Regions from separate parts of the Hermetia illucens genome. Here region 1 is linked to region 2. A link is a contact called in public Hi-C data. All regions are on one chromosome and are shown on one strand. The core of a region is the stretch at or near the end of the contact, and the rest is flanking DNA. Distances in the headings are between cores, read along the strand shown. Region 1 holds the start of LOC119653031 (dynamin-1-like protein). Region 2 holds the start of LOC119656512 (hepatocyte growth factor-regulated tyrosine kinase substrate).

What was found. A called contact is a pair of places that touch in the nucleus more often than the background predicts.
Region 1: a Hi-C map of whole body shows a contact between it and region 2, with 6 times the contacts expected there. The contact joins the promoter of LOC119653031 here to the promoter of LOC119656512 in region 2. A contact is called at or near these places in 2 of 2 Hi-C or Micro-C datasets (an unstated tissue and whole body).

Annotation. Positions count from the first base shown.
Region 1 is chr1:143,265,485-143,268,493 of iHerIll2.2.curated.20191125, reverse strand. It overlaps LOC119653031 (dynamin-1-like protein), which reads right to left and starts at 1,341. Exons shown (of 8, transcript XM_038057499.1): 1 at 1,157-1,341. The coding sequence starts at 1,258.
Region 2 is chr1:143,029,267-143,032,421 of iHerIll2.2.curated.20191125, reverse strand. LOC119656512 (hepatocyte growth factor-regulated tyrosine kinase substrate) reads left to right here and starts at 1,611. Exons shown (of 10, transcript XM_038062852.1): 1 at 1,611-1,760; 2 at 1,897-1,981; 3 at 2,040-2,304. The coding sequence starts at 1,727.

The DNA of each region.
Region 1 (3,009 bases), core at 92-2,591, 240 kb before region 2:
TAGAACTAATTTACTTAGATTGGGCTCTACTATGAAACGGGACTCTTTCGAAAACCTTTTAGTTGATTAAAACCTAGAAAAGCTATCGACATTTTGTGGTTATGTACTCGTATTTCCCTTGTTTGCTTTTAGCAGCACAACAAGCAACTCTGTTCTGCTTAGGCAGGACGTGACTTAGTAAAATAAACAATGAAGCGGAGATCGTTTGCGACTTCTGTGAATTTCTTTTTTTTTTTTTGTAGGGGAAAATAGCCGCCCACACATCCTCAATGGCTTTTTGGCACGTGAATTCGAGGTCGCAAAGTGGTTGAGATGATGACATATTTTTCGTATTTTATGTTCGATTCCAGCAACGAGCAGGGAAGCAAAGCAGTAAATGGATTCTGCTACATCACAAAGGTTCAATGAACAAAAGCAACCACTTATTGAAACAGTTAATGCTTTTGTTTACAAATCGCTTTGTGTGCTTTCGACGAAGCACTTCACCCTCAAATCCAAATGGTTGTTTACAGCATACCGCGAACAGATGACGATATGTATGTTGAAGAGGACAAGGTCCGCGTTACGACTCGTGTGAACGGGGGCAGCGGGGATGCATTGCAATATAGCTCGCTTAGTTCGAAATCGGTGACAGCAAGCTGGCACTGTCTATCAACATTCTACTGTCATGACTCGTTCCCCGCCGTGAACACCTTACTAACCTAAATTCGGAGCCGCAAGGCTGATTCACAATTCCGCTTTGGGTTTACCGCTAATTCGCTCACTTTGCTGCCGAAAACAACCGCACAAAATACCACAAAAAATAAACGGAATTCCACCGCAATAACGCCGGAGAAAGATCGATAAACACGGAAGTCGCAAACGTCGCGTTGGGGTTGAATACCCGCGCCTGTTCTTGCATTCTTATGCAACGGCCATTCTGGCTGGAGTTGCGTGTCATCATCCTACGAAACGCCTCCAAAAGCACAGGAAAAACAAAATTTCGCATAGTTCTGGCGACTGAAATGCCGGTCGACCTTGTTATATAATTGATTTTGTCCAATTGGACTGGCCTTCTGCACGGCAAAATTAGAAACACCAACCGTCAGGGAGGAAAAGAGCAACGGCAAATCCATGTTTCTGGTGGAGTTTTTGAATGAAAATTTCTCGAATTTACCTGGCTGCCAAGCACGGCGATCTGTGGCAATTGAATCGAATCGGATCCGACTGTATTGAAAACATCTTGGAGCTTATTTATGACCGGAATTAATGCTTCCATAACTCGCGCTAATAACTCTGACGGCTGAGACAAAACTCGCTGATTTCCAGCTTTTGACTTAACTCACTGTCTCAGTTCCTTGACTTTGAAGCTGTCAACTTGGTGAGAATTTGGTAGTGCCATGTCAGGAGTTGATTGTGTGGTAAGAATTGAATGAGCATTGATTGCGAGTTGAATGGACGTTTGTAACGACTACTTCCCGTCATAGGTTATTTTTCGAGGAAAACATTAAAATTTGTTTTTTGGATCTCGATAATATCATACAGTGCCCGACAAAAAAATGTTTGCACTCAACACTTTTATGATTCCACCTTTTTAATTACGTCTGGACAATATTTAGTCTCGTCTAATGATGTCTGTTTTGGAATTTAAAGTTAAATGTTGGTGTTATAAAAGGATTGTCATATTCAGATATGGTTTGCTTGGATATTTGTAAGAATTGATAGTGAACCTCCTAATTTTGTGTAAAAAAATGTCAGGAAGGAAAAAGTTAAGTTTTGAGGAAAAGGCCCGTATTCTGGCTTTGGGGGAACGGGGCGACATTAATAGGGAAATAGGGAGAAAAACCAATTGTTTTGAACCAAGTATTAGAAATTTTATTAAAAAGTATGCCAGAGATGGCAGTCTGGGACAAAAACAAGGGACTGGTAGGAAGCAGGTGATTACTCCCCAGGCCAGGCGGTCGTTAGAGCGAGCATCCTTGCCAGATAGATTAGATTAGATTAGATGCTCCTCAATTGCGTACTGAATTGCTGGAAGGGGAAAATGCGTCGGGTAGTGTGAGAACGATGCGGCGATGATTCAATGAATTAGGACACAGAGCTGGAAGATCAGCAAAAAAAAAGCCGATTTTAACGAAGGCTATGCTCGAAAAAAAGAGCGAACTGCACATTGGAACCACGTAATTGGACTGTGAACGATTGGAGTTGAGTTGAGTCTGAGTCTGATGAGCCCAAACTCGATTTGCTGTGATCTGACAGTCTATCCCCAGTGCGAAGAAGAAAAGGAGAAAGATTTGACCCCAGTGTGTTGTACGAACTGCACACCATTCTCCCTCAGTAATGATGTGGGGATGCATAACCTCGAAAGGAGTTGGTAGTTTTTCGTTTCTACGCGGTGAGAACAGCGTAGAAAAGTACAAAAAAGTTATCGAAGATTGCGTTGTTCAGACGATAGAAGCACTATATGAACACGTTGATGAAGTAATGTTTCAAGACGATTCGGCTCTGTATCATAGAGCTCATACTATAAGTAAACGAGATTTTTGCCCGCGTCAAATTTTTTATCTGTTTTATCCTCAATACGGTACTTATTCGCTTGTAACTTCTTGGAAATAGGAGTTTGGCATACGGTCACTGTCATGGGCAGGTAACAGTCCAGATTTGAACAACATAGAGCATTCATGGGGGGGGCATTCATGAGGCGGCGATTGCAACAAAGATCGATAAGGAACAAAACAAATCTAGAAAAAACTCTAGAAAATAAATGGTTTAATGAAATTCCGGTCGATTTTATTGAAACTTTATACTAATCGATGCCCGCGCGAGTTGCAGAGGTGATTAGGGCGAAAGGCGGTCGAAATACCAAAGACCGAAAATAAAAAGAAGCAAAAATTAATTTCTTCTAATTTGAAATTTATAGATATTTCATTATCTATTCTTCTATTCTATTTCATTTATCTACCATCATTTAAAAAAAAATCGTTTAACAAGTGTTTGCGTATATCTTTTTTTCGACGATGAAGCACAACT
Region 2 (3,155 bases), core at 362-2,861:
ATTGACAATAGTCAACCTCATACGCTTCACACTCTCAGTTTAATATTATTAGCAAATGCCAAGAATTTAACCAACATCAAATATTAGAAAGGGCTTGGCAGAATTAGATTCTTCTTGAATGGAATTTTAATATTTCACTTGAATGTCAATTATTATGGTTAATTATGACGTCAGGATCTTATTTGCATGGATTAGGAAGCAGTAAATTCGCGCGAAATTGCTAAGTTTGAACTGCTATAACTTTGGCGTTAATGGCCAGATTTCCACAAAATTTAGCACGTATATAGGAAATATTGTCCTCTATGCTGGTACAAAATCGGAAGTCCAACGATGAATTTAAGGGGGGTTTTCCAGTAAATTTCTAAAAAGTAGTAATATACTGTTAGTAAGTTTATTTGAGCAGATATCGGAATGGGATATATTTTGAGGCCTAGATTTCATCCAAGCGCACCACCCTGACTTGTTTCGGATTTTAAGGTTGGGTAGTTTCCGAAAATGAGTCCTGTCTCACTTTAAGTGCGCGCATTTTGACTCCTTACTCACGCACTTTGCAATTAACGCCAAAACTAATATCAGTTTCGGAAAGTACAAATCAAGACCTTTCATTTGATACCATACACAACTGTATCCCGTGAAAAGAATTTTTGAATCCCCCCTTTGGATGTATGGGTAGCCCCTTTCAAAGTCCACCTCAATTGATGCCACTCGCTGTATGCGTGGGATTTCATAGTTTCCATCTGTCCAGCAAATTTGATTCGGATCGGTTTAGCCGTTTTGGAGAAAAGTGCGTGTGACAGACAGACAGACATTGAATCGATTTTAATAAGGTTTTGTTTTACACAAAACCTTAAAAAAAAAACATGCACGACACACTCCGCACTTATCATTTTCCCTCTATTCTTTTCATTTTTCTTTCGAATAAAAATCAATTTACCAGCCATGTAGTGCGACAAAGCAGAGCAGGGCGTCACACGGATAAATCTCCTTTCCGTTCCAGAAGTCTGAAGAAATTTGAAATTGGAATATTAGAATTTCAAAAGCGGCCAGGAAAATTATATCGACGTAACATCTCATCGTCATTCGATTACCCCGAGAGCAGTTGTCGATCCATTCCCGGTGGATGAGAATTTAGCGTCTGTTTACTTGCATGTAATGCAAATTAAATAGAAGTACGTATAGGTATAGAGAAATTTGATAGGATGTAGTTCAAAGAAGTTCCTTGGGGAAAACGTAAAGATTTAAGGTGGCTTTAGGGGTAAAAATCATCCACCGTGACCCTATGTGAAAATATTCGAAAAACCTTGAATCCATTCTAGTAAGGCTTTCGTTTACACAATACGGTCGAGAAAATGATTTACCTGGCAGGATTCCTCTCAATAAATGTATAAGACCTCATGTTTTCCATATTATATAACATTTCACTTTATTTTTAATTCTCTTCAAACACGAACTGCATTCCTTCCTTGATACTTCGAACTGATCAACAGCTTCGATGATAAATAACGAACTACCGAACAGTAGTGATGACACAAACCAATCCCAGCGTAATTCAACTTAAAGCACCATTCAATTTATTGTTTTCAACTTTGTTATCAATTTCACCACGGCTAGTACTGCACTTTCTGAATATGTCATAATAAAACGTCAAAGACTATTGAACTTGTCAACTCCGCAAAACAGATTATTCTATTCTTTCGGTGAAAACTCCACATATAACAATCCAAACATGTTTCGTTCATCAACATTTGAGAAAACCCTAGGTGAGTGACATTTTCATACAGAAAAATCATCAAGAAGAATAATTTTCCGTAGTTGTTTGTGAACTATTCTTTTGTTTGCCGACTGCAACGCAGCTGATGACTAATACATGTTTTGCACTTTTCACTATCATTGCAGAAGTTGCAACGAGCCACCTCCTTTTGGAACCCGACTGGCCGTCCATTCTACTGATATGCGACACAATACGGCAGAGCGATGTTACGTGAGTCCTCAGTTTCCAGAAGGAAGAAAATGGGTTGATAAAAATGGCTTACTTTCAGGGCGAAGCAGGCGTTCCAAGCGATAAAGAAGAAAATGCAGTCACCAAATCCTCATACGGCATACTATGCTCTCCTGGTTCTCGAGAGCGTCGTGAAGAACTGCGGAGCCCCCATCCACGACGAAATTGCGACCAAGGAGAACTGCGAAATGTTTAGTTCGTTCATTGAGACAACCCCCCATGAAAACTGTCGAGCTAAAATGCTGGAACTGATTCAGACCTGGGCTTACGCGTTTCGTCAATCCGACAAATATCAGGCTGTGAAGGTAAGAGCAGTGTTTTCATTTAATTCATCAGTTCCTTAGGGTGCCGGCATTTAAGATGGTTCCAAAGTCATCTCCGAAGAAGTCTAGAATTTAGTTATCAGTTAAAGATAGATGAAACGTGAATTGTGTTTTCGAAAATTGAGTAAGGTATGCGGCATGAGAGGTTAGGTGGAGTGATGAGTAGTAAAGAACATTTAAGCTTTTGGGGACTCCAGGGAAATGATGGAGAATATTGTTCAGAAATCGTAAAATTAATGGCAGGTTATCAAATAGGACATTTTGGGAGTGCCCTTCAACATCTTCTGTGGTTATACACTGGTTTGGAACAATTTGCAAGTTGCTGCTCTGAACACAGTGCACAGATGGTTGTTGTCAGTTCAATCTATTTTCCAAAGGCATCAGCGGTAACCGCTGACGAATATGATTCGCGGACCGAATATCCTCACCTGCATACTAAATTACACCCCTATACCACTTTAATCGCTCACCCCGCTGAATTGCCGTTAGGTATTACCTCCCCAATTATACATTCTTGTGTAGTTGTTGCTCGCTCCCTTTGTTACAAATGCTACAACGTCCGCCCTCGGACTGTTGCATGTGATCCACCAGAAAACGCGCGTTCGGGGTGTTGGTGCTCTACGTCACGAAGTTTCTGCAAGGAATATTCATCGTCTGCGCCTACTTGGCTTGGAAAATTTGTACATATTGGAGACTCATTATTGACCAAACGTGTGTAGGTACACTCATGGACAGATAAATAAGAACAGTTATTGCGTAGAACCTATATCGCAGTTGAACACTTATGAGGTGATTTACGCATTTTAAAATTAATGCATTAGCTCATCATCATC